Regions from separate parts of the Mus musculus genome. Here region 2 is linked to region 1. A link is a contact called in public promoter capture Hi-C data. All regions are on one chromosome and are shown on one strand. The core of a region is the stretch at or near the end of the contact, and the rest is flanking DNA. Distances in the headings are between cores, read along the strand shown.

What was found. Capture Hi-C pulls out chosen DNA fragments and counts their contacts.
Region 2: a promoter capture Hi-C map of adipose tissue shows a contact between it and region 1. The contact joins the promoter of Rp1l1 here to the promoter of Sox7 in region 1. A contact is called at or near these places in 4 of 39 promoter capture datasets (the 3T3-L1 cell line, the HPC-7 cell line, epiblast stem cells and 1 more), 1 of 15 datasets of contacts at CTCF or cohesin (the NIH/3T3 cell line), 2 of 484 Hi-C or Micro-C datasets (cerebral cortex and epidermal suprabasal cells), 7 of 115 datasets of contacts at active chromatin or transcription factors (cardiomyocytes, embryonic midbrain, embryonic stem cells and 2 more) and 4 of 9 other capture datasets (adipose tissue, embryonic stem cells, liver and 1 more).

The regions. Positions count from the first base shown.
Region 1 is chr14:63,939,842-63,947,731 of GRCm38.p6, reverse strand. It overlaps Sox7 (SRY (sex determining region Y)-box 7), which reads right to left and starts at 4,026. Exons shown (of 2, transcript NM_011446.1): 1 at 3,739-4,026. The coding sequence starts at 3,976.
Region 2 is chr14:63,989,586-63,997,475 of GRCm38.p6, reverse strand. Rp1l1 (retinitis pigmentosa 1 homolog like 1) reads right to left here and starts at 5,045. Exons shown (of 4, transcript NM_146246.3): 1 at 4,848-5,045.

The DNA.
Region 1 (7,890 bases), core at 2,777-5,276:
GCATGCTCAGACTCCAAAGTGCTGGTTCAGCCTCCGCACCTGCTTCAGCCTCCTGCTTCTTAGCATCCCATTGCTGATCTCTGACCCCTACCCCACCCACTGGACCCCTCTCACAGCCACAAAGGACACCGCCTGCCTCTAGGCTCTTTTCATCCCAGATCACACACGCACTGAAGGGACTGGACCAACTCTTCCTGTTTGCATCGCACAATGTTGGAGAAAAGTGCTTAGAAATCATCATCTCACCCCAACCCACCAGATGTGGCAACCATTCCAAACCGTGAGAGTCCCAGGGAAGTCCTACCCGACCTAATCATCAGCAACAGAAAAAAAAATCTAAAGACTGTAATATTGACTAGGGTCCTTAAATCCTTTAGGGGTCAGTTGTGTTTATTTGTGCGTTTTAATGAAAGTTCCCTGCCACTTATGAAGGGATGTCATCCTGTTTAGTAATGTATATCTCTCATGTCTCTTAAGTGCGGTAACCCAGCTTCAGCCAATCGTGTCATCAAGAAGTAGATTAGAGAATTAGTAATTAGAGAGTAATTAGAGAATTAGAGAATTAGGGCTCATAAATAACTATTCCTCACCTCTGAGGGTCAAATAGACACTGCTATGGAAAGATATAGGAATAGCCTAGAAGCTAATATTTACACACACAGAGAGAGAGAGAGAGAGAGAGAGACAGAGAGAGAGACAGAGAGAGACAGAGAGACAGAGACAGAGAGACAGAGACAGACAGAGAAACAGAGACAGAGACACACGCACGTATGTGTGTGCACTACCACTTTCTCTCGTGGAGTTAGGACTTTCTGACCATAGCAGGACAGTTTCTCAGCCACAGCTTTCCACAGAGGCAAGCTCCTTAACTGCCCCCTGGTCTCCGTCTTTCTGACTATAACAGGTGCTGTTTCCAATGCAGGGCTCGGTTCTCCCTTTTAGGAGTCTCCTCTCTGTGTATCCCCACCAGTGTTAAAATGCTGCTTGTACTTGGTTTTCTATTCACCATACCCTACCAGTCTGTCCCTTTGCAATCACAAGCCACCTTGGTACACCACTTCCATCTTTCAATGGAACGCAGCCCTGCTCCAGAGAGTTCCAAGGATCACTTACAGACCATTTAAACTGCTGCCGACTAAAACGGAGGTAGGCATCTGCAAATTTAGCATGCTCTCCCATGACTCTAATGTACCCTCAAGTTTCAGACCCTCTAGTGAAGAGGACGAGGCATCTGGCCGGATAAGCCCTGTAAGGAAAGAGAGCATGTCTCCCTACTGGGTACAATACACTTGTGGCTAAGCACAGGGTATGTACACCCTGCCCTGGTTTCTGCCCTTGCCCACACTGGCTGGTTCCATGGGTCAGGATATTATAGGACACTGAGTGCTCAGAGGCAGAAGCTACCAATATCTGCAATTGTTGCAATTAGTTGTCACTTAGAAGTATGTCTCGAAAAGTGTCCACAGCACCAGATGTAGAGATGGCACTAGTTTTGCAAGATGTCCAGAATCCAGACACACCGAGTGCTCTATCCGTGGCCTGACTATAAAATGTGGCTCTGGTCCCCAAACGTACCCAGATGCTCTAGACTTACTAAAACACGGTTTGCACTTTAAATCCTAACAAATGTCTAATTTGTGATACACTTTCTCATTTGTCATGTAGTAGGCACGCCTCAACGTATTCATGGTACACTAAAATAGTTCACTTTCTATTGCTAAAAATCCTTTACCTGGGTTTTAAGGTTGACGTTTGGGAAGCCTGCAGTAGCAAATGTTGGGAGTCTCTCATCTGTGCCTTCCCTCACATGGGCCAGAAAGAGAAGAAAGTTCTCAGGAAGGAGGAGTACAGGGGGGCTGCAGCTGCCCCTGCTAGCAGGCGCTGTGTGGTCTCTAACAAGCAGCAAAGAGCTGCTGTTTTCCCCTTGACCATTTTGAGCTGTACTGCTAAAGGAGGAAAGATAGTCTTTTCTGCAAGATGAACTGCACACTCAGAAAGCCTGCAGTTGTATTCCAGACAGAGTTAGTCCACAGGAAGGTTTGTCTCCCACATCTCTGTCCCTGTCCTCACCCCCCAAATAAGGCAGCCTGGATTCCTTTCCAGGTTCCCCACCCTTTTATCTCCACCAGGGCCTTCCTCAGAAACCTGGTAAAAAATAAAAAACATTCTCTCCCCAACTGGGACTGAACCACAGAGAGATTCATAAAATTCATTAAAAAAGAAAACAATATAAGCTTTCAGATAAAAAAAATGGTTGTAGATATTAGTCTATTTCTTGTTATGCTAATAGAATGGGGAATGTACAGGCTTATTATTTTGTTCGGAGGAAGGAGGCCCAACGGCAATGATCACCAATACACACTGGGTGGAGTTGGCCAAAGATTTGGATAAGAGGTGTTTGGAACCCCACAACTCTCACCAAGTGCTTTTTGGAGCCTCCAGACAGCCAGAGAGCTGGGCCATCTCTCTAGGCTCAGGCCTATTACCAGCAGAAAGCCAGCCCTCGATCTGTGACTCTGAAAGAGGAAAGAGCCCAGGCTCCTACGGAAAAGGGAAGGGCTTCCATCCCAGCGGGGTGGGGTCCAGTGGCCTGTATGCCTCTCCTGGCAGGCCTTGGTGCCCTCTGCAAACAAAATATTTTGAAGGGATCTTACTGGTTAAAATAAATAAGAACCACGTTGAAGGGTAAAGAGATTTGAAGTAAGGTAAGGTTGAAAGTTTTTTGGCTTTGAGACTAATTCAGTGGGTTAAGGCATTTTTTGCCACGAAGCCTGAAGATGTGAATGTCTAATTCCTAGAACCCACATGATGGCAAGAAAGAACTTACTCCCCACCTCCCAGATGTCTTCTGACTGCCCCCCACACACTCATGGTGGCACGAGTGTGCACGCATACACTCACTAACACAAACACATTTAATTAATACGTGTGTGTATAAGTGTGTGTGTGTGTGTGTGTGTGTGTGTGTGTGTGTGTGTGTGTAATGCATATATTAACCCACCCACCCCTGCTCTGAGTACTGGAGAGAATAGAAAATCCAACAAGAACGGGTTCCTTGGAACCGTTTTAGCATTTTCATCCCCAATTCTCTGGCCTGTCTGGTTCCAGTCAGGATTATCTGCGGACAGCACCATAGCTATAAGCAAGAAGCGATGGGATTCAAAGACCCTCTCTGGCTGCTCAAAATTTCTTTTCAAGTTATTTACACTTCTTCGATAAATAGATGAGCGAACCCAGCCTATTCGGGTGGACATCTTTTGTTGCTGATTTTCTTTTTCTTTCTGTTAAATAGTTAAAAATAGAGACGTTTCTCAGTGAGGCCTCAACTGACGTACGTTCGTTATCTTTTTCTCTGTGACAATATCTCTTTCTGATTTTCCCAGTCTACAACGTGAGGAGTGGAGTCTCCTCAGTCTTCCAGCAAACGCCGGTTCCGCCGATTCCACCCAGACTAAACGTATCTGCCCCTCTGAGTCCTTAAGCCCTAGTTCCAGTCCCCGGGACAGGCCGCGGGTCGCTCCTGCTCCTGAGACCGGAGTCTCAGCTCCGCGACCCAGAGTAGGGACCAGTCCGGAGCCCCGTGCTGTTCCTAAAGTTTCACTGGTTTCACCGGTTTCACCGTGGCCCGCTCAGGCCCTGGTGGTGTCTGTGTTCAAATCCCACCCCCACTCCCCACCTTTCCGAACAGCGTTGTCACCCGCGCCATCCTCGCAACAGCTTCGTGCCCCGCGCACTTACCCAGCATCTTGCTGAGCTCCGCGTTGTGCAGGTCCGGGTTCTGCACTGCCAGACGTTTCCTCTCATCCTTGGCCCACACCATGAAGGCATTCATGGGCCGCCGGATCCGGCTTTCCGAACTCTTGTCCCCTGAAGGTCGGGGGACGGCGGGCGGCGACAGCCCATCCGACAGCTCGGCTTCCAGGGCGGGACACTCCAGTCCCTCGGTCCACGGATAGGCGCCCAGCAGCGAGGCCATGGCCGAACGCGGGTCACTTGGCTTCGCCTCGTGGGGCCGGCGCTGACCTGGCCCTCGCTCAGGTCGCGACGTCCAACTTGGCCAGCAGCCTCGGGCTTGGCCCTTATTTATCAGCTTCGGGCCACCGGGTCCGCCAATGACTCTCTGGGGCGGCGCGGCCCCTCCCGGCTGCCCCGCCGCGGCGTCCCCGCTGCGACCTGCCGGCAGGGGGAGGGAGGGGCCGAGCCTGCCCCGGTGCCCGCCCCTGTCCGCCCCTCCGCCTCCCGAGCCTGCCCCGATCCCGCTCCGGTGCAGGTGCTGCAGGGCCAGGAGGAGCGCGCCCACGGCTCGAAGTCACCACTGCTTGGCGCAGGAGTCAGGTCCAGCCCCTGTTCCGTTGTTGGGCTGCCCTCCGCGCTGGGACCAGACTCCACCAAAACTCCCGCAAAGGAAAACCGAACTCAAACAGCTTACACCAGGATACTCGAGGAGGAGAGACACTATCAATATCCCTAGATCGGCCAAGTATGCTGTTGTGAACAGATCACACCCATGGCTTGGGTCATCTCGCCCCAGTAAACGTGGGCAGCCACCAAGGGTCTTAGGTGGATGTGGGATCCACCGGACTAGGGACTCGGCGCACTGACTTCCCTAAACTGGCACTGTGGATCTCTAGAGGGGTCGGGTTTTCTGCTATCCGATTTTCCTCTTCTTGTCTTTGCCCCCATCCCACTCTGCCTGCCGCTGACCCCGGCAGTCTGAGTCTGCATCTTCCTTGCTAGTAGCCCTTTTGCGGAATCCATTTCTGGTGCTTCTTCCGACTCTAGAGGAGCCGCTTTTCCGCTCCTATGTGTCCCAACTACTTCCTTACAGTGGAGCCTTCTCGGTTTCCCCGTATCCTGAATGAGCTGTGGACCGGGAACTTGAGACCCTAACGCACGCCGCGGCTGCTTTGGCGGTTACATCAGCGCCTACACACAGTAGGCATTCAAGAACTGCCGAATGAGTGAATGAACGAATGAGTGAAATAACGAGCCAACATGCTTTAGACACACCCCACTGTAGAAACACCGCAGGGGCGGGGGGCCTAGTTCCTGGAATTAGACCCACAAACATTTATGGCGCGCCACCCCATGTGGAGGCTCCACAGAGGCGACCTTCGAAAGAGGCAGAGTCTGAGCGGAAGACAGTGGTGTTGGGTGTGAGACTCTGTCTTGAGTTACTGAATGCGTGACAGCAAGTCCGGTATCTCCCAAGACCTTTCCTAATCCTAAAACCCGGCGATAAGGCTGATCTCACAGGCGGTGATGAGGTAAATACAGTGAGCTCTGGCTGTGTAATCTTTGATGGAGATGCCTCTCTAGTCTCAAAGTCCCTGTGAGGTGACTGAATTTGCTTACAACGTGCAAGGCGGCCAGTGCTGAGACGCTGTAAATGTCCGGAGAACTGCAACTTCTCCGACTTTAAGACCTAATTTTACCCTCAAGGACCCTAGATAAAATTCATCAGGGCATGTGCTTTCGGCATAAAATAGACTCGGGTCAGGGTCCAGCAACAGGGCTCTAAGGCCGGTGTCCCTTAAAGCCGGTGATCGCTGCCCCACCCCCCACCCCCACCCCCGCTACTGTGCAAAGCCAGGACAGCTACCAGCCAAAGGTGGTGCAGCAGGGAGCTAGTCTGGAAGAGGGTGTCCTGAGGTGCAGGCCGCAGAGCCATCAGGCACCATCCTAGACTGGAAGGTTTGCCCAGCATATCCAGAGGCAGAAGTCTCCATGGGGCTGTTGGGGGTGGGCGCTAGGCCATTTGCAGTGTTGTGCTTCACTGCCACGATTGCTCCCAGACATGCTTCTCCTTGAGAGGTATGGCTTTCTGAGAAAGAGGAACAGGACGACAATGGATCACAAGGGGCCACTAGTTTGACCCTAACTCTGCTCAAGGGACAGGTTGCTTTTAATGCAGCTTCAGAGAGGCCAGCGCCTGTTTGTGGAAATGCTGGGCTCACACAGTGCAGAACCGTTAGGGAAGACTGTAGATACCTTGGCAAACCCGGGGCAAAGAGAGGGGTCAGGCTCGGAGAATACAGGTTGGGAAAGTTGCTTCCAAGTAGTTAGTTTCACACATTGCAACTGGTGATAGTTGTGAGCCTGAAGTCTTTGTGACTTTGCTCCATCGCTGACCGACCTGCTGCTTGGAGCCATCTGTAGGCTGGAACCCGGGCTGGTTGGTTTGCTCACTTTTGTAACTTCATCTTTGTAATGATGTTTCTTCCTCTCCCTCTCCCTCTCCCTCTCCCTCTCCCTCTCCCTCTCCCTCTCCCTCTCCCTCTCCCTCTCCCTCCTCCTCCCTCTTCCTCCCCTCCTCTTTCCCCTCCTCCTCCTCCTCTTCCTCTTTTAAATTTACTTTACATCCCAATTACAGCCCCCTCCCGCCTCTCTTCCCAGTCTCACCCTTACAAATCCCTCCCCCATTGTCCCCACACCTTGTCTCCAGAGAAGGGGAACCCCCCTTGGGTACCACCCCACCCTGGGGCATCTAGTCCCAGCAGGTCTAGGCACATTCTCTCCCACTGAGAATCATCCAGGCAGTCCAAGTAGCGGGGAAGGGACCTGGGAGCACGCTCTTTGGCCAGTGGGAAAGCCGGAAAAGGGTGGAGGAGACGCCAAAGGACACAGAGTTGCAGTGACCCTGGCGCCTCTCACATCTCTGCGAAAGTCATACTTTGCAAAAGTACTGATCAGCCCTGAAGAGTCGAAAGGCCGATGAACTACAGCAGCTACGGCGCCCCGCCCCGCCCTGCCCCGCCCCGCCCCGCCCCGCCCCAGGCATTCGGATGCCGGATTTTGCCAGTGCTGGCCCAGGACTGTGTCAGTGTATTGATCTGATCATTCTAGACTCCTGTAAGAGCTGCAAATACTAGCCTTCTGCAGGCAATGACTCAGAGTCAAGGCACAGGGGCTGCAGCTGGTCATATCAGGGCATAAACCCAAAGTGGCAAGGGATCCCCAGCTCCGTGCAGGATATCAGAGTCAAATATGCAGTACCTGAGAGGCGACCTTGCACACTGGAACCTGTGTGCGGACCATGCTTCAAATTTATCTAACCCAAATCAGGGCCGACCCACACAGGCTACCGGTAATAACCCCCCCCCTCTCTCTGCTCATCTCTTAAATGACATCTAGTTTTCCCTCTCCCTCTCCCCCTCTCCCTCAGTCCTTCTCCCTCTATCCTTCTACTTTCTACCTCTGCAGTTCCCTAGCCCTGGTTTTTCAGGAAGACATAACCTGACCACAGAAACCCTCAAATCAAAGCTTCCTGCAATTTGTCCCGTGAATTCCAGCCTTCATGTCTCCTCCATCTGTAAACTGAAGATTAAACCAGGTTGCGTGTGCACATCAATGAACTGTGAAACAATAGAATGGACACATGGTGAGCTTCTAAAAGGCTTAAAAGGTCAGGCCTTCAAAATGCTCCCCTCAAGGAGAGTTTTTCCATGGCCCTGGGGGCCTAGGAGAGGGAGACAGACAAAAAGGGTCAAAGCTGGCTTGCAGGTTTGCACTTCACCAGGCAGCAGCACCGCTATGAGCCAAATAGCCACAGAGACTGAGCAGGACTTAGCACAACTTCTCAGCCTTAGCCGGAGCAGACAGCAGCTGCGCTGTCCTCACTTAGAGCAAATGTCTCTTGTTGCTGTTTGTCCCTTGATCTAAGCTGGAGGTGGAAATTTTCCTCCCCATCTTTGCTTACACTGATCTGTCTGAATTTGATTGACAGTTCACAAGCTGGTTGCTATTGGCTTGCTCCACTCTGCTTCCATACCACCTACAGGAAGTCCAGGATGAGCTTAGTACAGGGCCATTTCCCAGAGGAGGGAGGCCAGGCTGTGCCTACGAGTGATGAGCATCTACCTGGCATCTCTTGCATCAGCTCCCTAGCTC
Region 2 (7,890 bases), core at 3,796-6,295, 49 kb before region 1:
ACCCAGAAAGTGCTGGATCTAAGAAGAAATAGGACGCACCGTGGGATCCCAGCAGTCCTCCTGTGTTTTCCCTGGTCCAGGACTTCACCATAGCCAGTAAGTTCAGTGGGCTGTGTCTTGTTCTGACCCACAGGGATCAGGCCTGCCCCTCCAGCAAGACTGCCTACTGAGATGCTGGCCAGGGATCTCAACATACTCATGAAAAGAGGCTTGTAAGAGCATGCTAAGTCCTTCTCGGGCTGTGCCTCCTGAGCCAAGAAGAGCTTGAGATACATGAAATGATCCACCTTCAGGTAAATGCTGAGGGGGACTGGAGGGTGGGTGGACAGGTGATCACCTCCCCTCAGTCATTCCTGCACCACCTTGTCTTGGAGTGTCCTGTGGCTCATGGGTCTCTTCCCACCCAGGGGCTGAGTATAGAATAGCCCAAGCCACTGTGTTATTCCATTCCCCATATTTCAGGGCATGTGACAGAACCCTAGCCAAATGAGAAAAATCTAAGAAAGCTTTTTCATCCATTAAAGGCATGTTGATAGGCCACTCATCTCATCTTGCCTTTGGATGCTGTCCTGTGTGCAGATGATGCTTGGTGCAGCTGCAACCACAATGTAACCATGAGGAGGAAGTCAGGACTTTAGAGTCGTTATCATCAAGTGAGTTAGTCAACCATACCTACGGAATTTCTGTTAGATGAGCCAAAAAGTCTCATTTTCTTAAATCCACTTTTATCACAGAACCCTTTATCTTGTATCCAGGAGCACCTTAACTGGTAACTGTGGCCCCAAATGCAGCTTGGACCTGAAGGTCAACATGACCATGAGCATCCACAGAAGGTGCAACATCGTTTTACCCTGCCCACATCCACGGTGACTAGCTGTGTTATGACTGAAGCTGGCACGTGGGATGCCCCATCAGGCATCCTGTCACAATAAGGTGAGGAAATGGAGGATTAGGGAAGCCAAGGAACAGGACTTGGTAGCTCTTTGTGTTTCACAATGGGCTTTTCTGTAGAACACTTGGCTTAATCTTTATAAAAATAACCCAGTATCCTCACTTTATAAGTAAGGTGAAGCTGAAGGAGGTGCCAAGCCAGCTAATTTGACATGTCAAGATGGTTATTTGACATTTCATAGGTCACAGGGTGCTTTGAGAATGTGCGTAGTTATTCCTTGGAGAGAACCGTCTAGTCTGAAGGACGAAGGTGTGGATGTGAGGGAGACTCAGCTCGCTTGGCTAAATATCAATACACCCAGATCAGTCCTCAGACTTCTCAGCCTCAGTACCTCTTCCTTGGTGACAGGCTTCTCAAAGGCACAAATTAGCATATAGCCCAGACTTCCTGGATCAGAAGCTCTAGGTCAGAAGTTCTCAACCTTCCTAGCACTGTCGCCCTTTAATACATACAGATCTTCAGTTGCGACTCTGAGACAGAGAACCCCTGCTTTAGAGTGAGGGCAGTGCGTAGAGCCCGGTGAGGTGCCTTCGACCCCAACCTCCAGTGGATAACAGTGTAAACTTGAATTTGAGAAGCGTGGCTTTGCACCCAACTGTTTTCTCCTAACTAGAATTTCCTCACCAGGTGAGCCGCAGACCACGAGCAAGACTGAGTACTTCCCAGGGCTGCAGACAGATGGCAAAGAAAACAAAGAGTGTGTCCAGCCACAAAGGAAAAGAAGGCAGCCGGCAGTCACGCTGAGCAGCCCAGACTGTTTGGTCCCGAAGCAGGGACCCATGCTAAATGAGACTGCTTCTCAGACTAAAGGAAGTGTCTTTGATCTAAAAGTAAGGACAGTCCTGTGGGGGCCACGTGGGTGACTCACATCATTGCTTGTGCATTATTGCAACACAAACATCTGACAGAAGGGACTGAAAGGAGGAAAGATGTCTTTGTCTCGTATTTCTGAGAGACTTGTTTATGTTCATGGGGGCTGTGGTGAAGAAGGCGTGGTGGCCCTAGGAGCAGACCTGTCCATGGTGGTATGGGTATGTGCTAGAAGACAGAAAGTACACATTGCAGTTGCCCTGGAAGCCAAGAAGTCACCAAAGGTGGGCCACACTATAACCTTTAAAAGGTTCATCCCTAGTGACCTACTTCCGTCAGCTAGATCCTTCCTCCTAAAGGTGCCATGACCTTCAAAACATTTGCACAAACTAGAGAGCAAGGGTTCAGTCATGAGCCTGTGGGGGGCATTGCCAATTTAGACCATGACTCTCAGTCACAGAACATAGCATCCCCCCAGCTCACAGTGTGGTGGTAGTCAGTATCGATCACACCCATCAGAGCCATAGAGCACCCAGAAACTGGGTCACAGTGTCAGCATGAAAGATAGGGGTTGGGGTAAGTGGGGGGGGGGGGAGATGTCTACAGTCACCTACCCTGTGCCAGACACCCAGGTAAGTGATCTTATCTTAGCTTCCTACTGGAACCCTCAGTTCCTAGGGCCTTAGGGAATTTAAGCCTCTGAAAGATGAAAGGGCTCAGTCAAGGCCCCTGCAGCTGTTGAGTAAAATACTAATTTGCTCTCCTCTGGGTTCTGAGTTCTTTGAGCAACCTCACCTCATATTCATCAGAGTGTATCAGGAAATCAGGCTCCACAGAGAAGCCCACATAGCAATGCCGACATCCAGTCTGCAGCTGTGGCTGGCCCCTGACCAGGGCTCTTTGGCCTTATTGCTTCTGCAGCCTTCTGCTTACCTCTTGACTCACCTGTCTCTCGCTCTGGTGGCCAGGGACTTCCCACTCACTGTCCCTGCCTCACAGCCTAGCCAAGCTCTGAACGCAGCTGGTGCCCAGCTAATGTCTACATGTGATGTTTTCAGAGACGCTGGGTGAAGGCCCTTATCTTTTGGGAATGGTGACATTAAAAAAATAAAAAGGATGCATATGGTCTCCATGAGTCCCCAAGGCCCCAGGCCATGCCTAACCAAGTGAACCCCAGATCTGAGGCAGGTGAAAGCCCTTTTGGTTGCAGAGGGGTTGAGCTGTGTCTGCCCAGGATCTCCTGCAGGCTGCAGGGTGCTTGCTCAAGAACTCCTGCTGACAGACTGATTTACTGACTAATTTATGTGACATACTTATGGAGTGACACAGGTCTCCTGGAAGGAGTTCAGAGGAAAGCAGCCATGATGATTAAAGGATTGGAAAGTGGGTTCTTTGGGGAAAGATTCTGAGGACTGGGTCATGGGGATTGAAGGTACCATGGCCTCCTTTAGGCTACCCCTCATTCTTTACCACGTAGACCAAAGCCCAGAGAACAGAGCACTCCCCAGCCAGCCAAAGCAGGGTCCCACATGTGACTGATAGGCCACAGGTCCGCTGCCATATCAGCTTTTCCTATTAAACATATACACACATGAGCACTCCATCACATGCACGAACATGTCATACCCATGCTTACATGATTGCCTGGATATACGCCCACATGCAAACCTTTCTCTCCCTCCCTCCCTCCCTCTGTCTGTCTCAAACACACGCACACGCACACACGCACACACGCACACTCGCACACACACACACACACACACACACACACACACACACACACACACACCCCAGTACACTGAGGTGCTGAGAATGACAGATAGCTCTTGTCTCCTGGGTTAAGAAAGCTAGCAGGCCTGTCTGAGGTCATTCTGATTTGTAAGAGGATTTTTAGAAGTCTCTTCTCTAAGAGGGTAAATACAGATCCAATCACACTCCCTCGAGAAGTGGGGGTAGAGTCCCCACTTTCTGTCTGCATGCATTTGTGAGCATACACCTTCCTAAGGGTTGAGTTGCAACCTTCCTCAGGGGTTCAGCCGTAGTTGTGTCATGATGAGGCAGTGGCTTATGCCTCTCACCTTTCTCTCATCACTACGTAGCAGTTATGAAGGGTGGGGGTTTCCCCTTCCTCCGTGGAGAGAGCTTTCAGTGCTCAGTGAGAGGGATACAGGGTGTGGCCCCCATGAGAAAGTTGAAGCTCAGGTTCAGAAACAGTGATGACCATGCTGGAGCTGGTCTGAGGAACCCAGACTCAGCATGAACCCTCGCTCACTGGCCTTGTGACCTTCACAGCACCTACTGCCCCACCCTTGGCTTCCCCGTCACTGAACCTGGCCCAGGGGAGTGGCACTATCCCCACCCTCTCCAGGAGTCCTTGGTTGTGAAGAATCCTCAGTCTGACTCTGGGGTCCTTCTAGTACCTAATCTCTTTGCATATTGGTTACTTCTTTAGGAATGAACAAAAGATTCAAACCCTGAGGCTAGTCTAGAAGATTCCATAAGGTCATACCCAGAGTCCTTGAAGCCCTTTTCCTCCTTTCTTTTTTTGCCAGCTTAGGGCATTGTGTATGCAAGGCAAGCCCTCTACTACTGAGCCCCAGTTCCCCCAGGCCCTTTTTCGACACTCTCTATTCACCCGGGTTCTGTGTGGGGTCTACATCTTCTGAGAAGCAAACTGGCCCCATTTCTGGGTACCAGCCCCACCTGGACATCCTCACTCCTGCAGGGCCAGCTGATACCCCCTCCTTCCACTGTGGGACCCTAGTGTCCTGGGAAGGAATTTTCCTCTCGCTGGCTCCAGCGACTGCATCATTCCCCCTGCAGGTCCAGGTGGGAGGACCGGACAGGCTGCAGCACTGACACCCATAAATCAACTGGCAGGAACCTGAAACTCAGCTGCTGTAACAGCACCGTGTTTCAACATGATCAGCTCCCAGCTCAGCAGGCAGAGGGGAGGCAGTGGGGCCTTGTGTCGCCATCAGCATCTGCAGCAGAAAAGCCTCCCCATTTTCTAGGACTTCCCAGAGTCAGTCTTCCTACCCACCAACCTCGCAGTGGCTCACCTCACAGGTGGGCACCCACTCACCGTCCTCCAGGGAGCACTTGGGCATGGCTTGGCTTTCTGAGCCCGGGGAACGGCTAATCAAGGTCAGGCTGAGGCAGATGCTGACCTCCCCACTGGTTTTTTGATGGGCTCTCTGGACATGCCTCTGGACGGTCTTCGGTGGCTTCCAGAACTCTCTGCCCAGCCACCGGCCCTCTCACATGGAGGACTCACCACCTCAGCAGCTTCCAAGAGAGCTGGATTATAAGGAGCCCAAGAGGATTAGTGGGGTTCACCATCTGCAGGGAGAATAATTAGCTTTGTGCAGTTGCACAAATGGCTTCTGGCCCTCGGCCTGAGAGGAGGTTTGTGAGGATAGCAGAATGTTGCTGTGTGTTCACAAGGAGCCTTCAAGCACCAGGGGTCCCTATTTGACTCCAGCCCTAGCAGTGGCCACAGCTCTGGTGATGCACAAGTTGGAGGACTAAGAGGGAAGAGGGGAGTTGTAGGACACCAGCCCAAGGCGGGCTGGCAAAGAAACAGGAGGCAGCATATGGGACGGTGTGATGGGAGATCTTGATTATTTACTTAGTGGAGTGTAGAATCATCATGGAAACAACCTCTGGGCATGTTCGTGAGAGAGTTTCTGGATAGAGTTTATTAAGGTTGGAAATCCCATCCTAAATGTGGGTGGCACTATTCCACGGGCTGGGGCTCTGGGCTTGTTTCCCTTAAGCCTTCCCTACTATGACAGACATTATATTCAAACTATGAGCCCAAATAAATCCTTCCTTCCCTCCCTGATTGCTTTTCTCAGGTATTGGGGGACCTCTCACCTGCTCCTCCCTCCGCCAGCTGACATCTGGCTTCCCCACTGAAGGCTCCCATTACTCACTTCAGACCAAGTCGGCCATATTGGTTGTCTGTTGACCACACCTGTGGGGACATGATAGAAGCCTGGAACAATCAGATCCACTCTCTCTGAAGACGAAACAAACTCGGCTTTGCAAAAATGTCCCAGTTTAGGTCCATGGTTGCCAGGAAGAAGGGGGTGAACTGTGACCTGCACCTCATACTCTGCTCAGCGGAGAGAAAGAGCCACCTGTGAGAATTCCTGGTGATGTCACCTTTGAGAGGCAGAAGCTGAGCAGCCATGCATTCACTCCAGCCAGGTCATTTCAACAATGAAATCAAGGAGGGCTTCCTTCTGGGTGACAGGGACATCGTGTCATCCCTGTGATCAAATGGGCATAGATGTGATCAACGTGGGGGGGGGGGTTGTCACTCATACTGTGCTGGCTGGGTTAACCTGAAGCATTTTGCTAAGTTACAGAAAAGATTTTTAGATCTCATAGGCTTTAGCTGTGATTCTTCCAAAACATGAACAAGAAGAAGGAGGCTCAGTCTGCACCTGCTTGTTTCACGTCTACCTACTGAACTTCTCCAAAGTATGCAAGGCCACTGGTATCTAAGAATGCTATTCTAGAGAGCCACAGCAACAGTCACAAAGTCACTGTACACAGAGAGAAAAAACAAAACCACTGAAGTCAAGTGTGATGGTTTGAATATGCTTGGCCTATAGAAAGTGACACCACTAGGAGGTGTGGACTTGTTAGAATAAGTGTGGTCTGGAGGAAGTAAGCCACTGTGGGAGCAGACTTGGAGGTCCTATTCTTAAGCTCCACCTAGTTCTGAAGAGACCCTCCTCCTGGCTGCCCGTAGAAGAGAATCTCCTTCTGCCTGCCCTTCAGATCAAGATGTAGAACTCTTGGCTCCTCCAGCACCAAGTCTATGTGCATGCTGCCATGCTTCCCACCATGATGATAATGGACTGAATCTCTGAAACTGTAAGCCAGCACCGAATTAAATGTTTGCCTTTATAAGAGTTGCAATAGTCGTGGTGTGTCTTCATAGCAATGAAACCCAAACTAAGACACCAAGCAAGCCTGCGAACGGAGGCTCTGAAGTACATGACGGTGTATACAAATATAGAAAATCGACAGTTTAGGAGGGAGGGCAAGAGGAGGAAGTAGGTCAATGGGGAACATGCCCATGGTATTCTGTCCTAGCATCCCCTCACCCCACTGCCCTTCTTTGGCTACTGTAAAGGTTAGCAGCTTTGCTAAATTCTGTGTTTACCACCATGATGCCCTGCTTCAATACTGGACTAGAATCTAGAGTGACCATTGGATAACACCTGTGAAACCATGAGCCTAAATAAATCAGAGATGGGGACAAGGAGGGGGACCCAGGATTAAGAAATCCATATTCACCCTAGATTACATCAGTCTTCTTTGATGGTCCCATAACTCAGTGAGCATTCAATGGCAAAGACTCAGCAGAAGCCACATATGATGCTTGGGTTTTACAATGGCAGACTGTCCTGTTTCCTGTCTCTTCCTTCCAGTTCCCTTTCCACACTCTCTTCTTTTCAAGTTGTGGGTGAATGCTGTCTGCTATACAGGAGGCACAGCAATTGCTTGGCTCCAAATCCTGGCTCTAGCTCCTTGACCCACACATACCTCATCCCAACCATCCCATATACACTGTATGTCTGCTCATGCTGTTGTTACAGAATACTATACACCAAAGGACTCAAAGAGCAGACATGTCCTCGGTTCTGGAGGTTGGGTGTCCAAAGTCAAGTGTCCACAAGACTAGTTCTTTCTAGGGCATCCTTTGTTGACTTTTAGATATCTATGACCTCACATGGATGGCCTTTCTATGTCTGATGCTCCCTTCCAATATGGACACACGCTTCTCGTTTCCTGAGTTTGGGAGTTCAAAATCAAGGTGTCCAGATTGGATGAAGGTACATCCTAAGGCTCTCATTTACCTTCACTATATCTTTAAAGATCCTATATGCAAGCATATTTGCATTCCGAAGAACTAAGGACTTCAAGACAGGAAGGAGGGGGCAAGGGACACCGCTTAGTGCACAGCATGTATGAGTTGGCACACACAAGCTATGTTCTCCAGCGCCTGCATCTTCTCCCAGCACTTACCAGGAGTTATGCTTCCCCAAATGAATGTGACTACACTGCAGGAATCACTGTTCATTTCTAATGTGGTCAAACATTTTTTT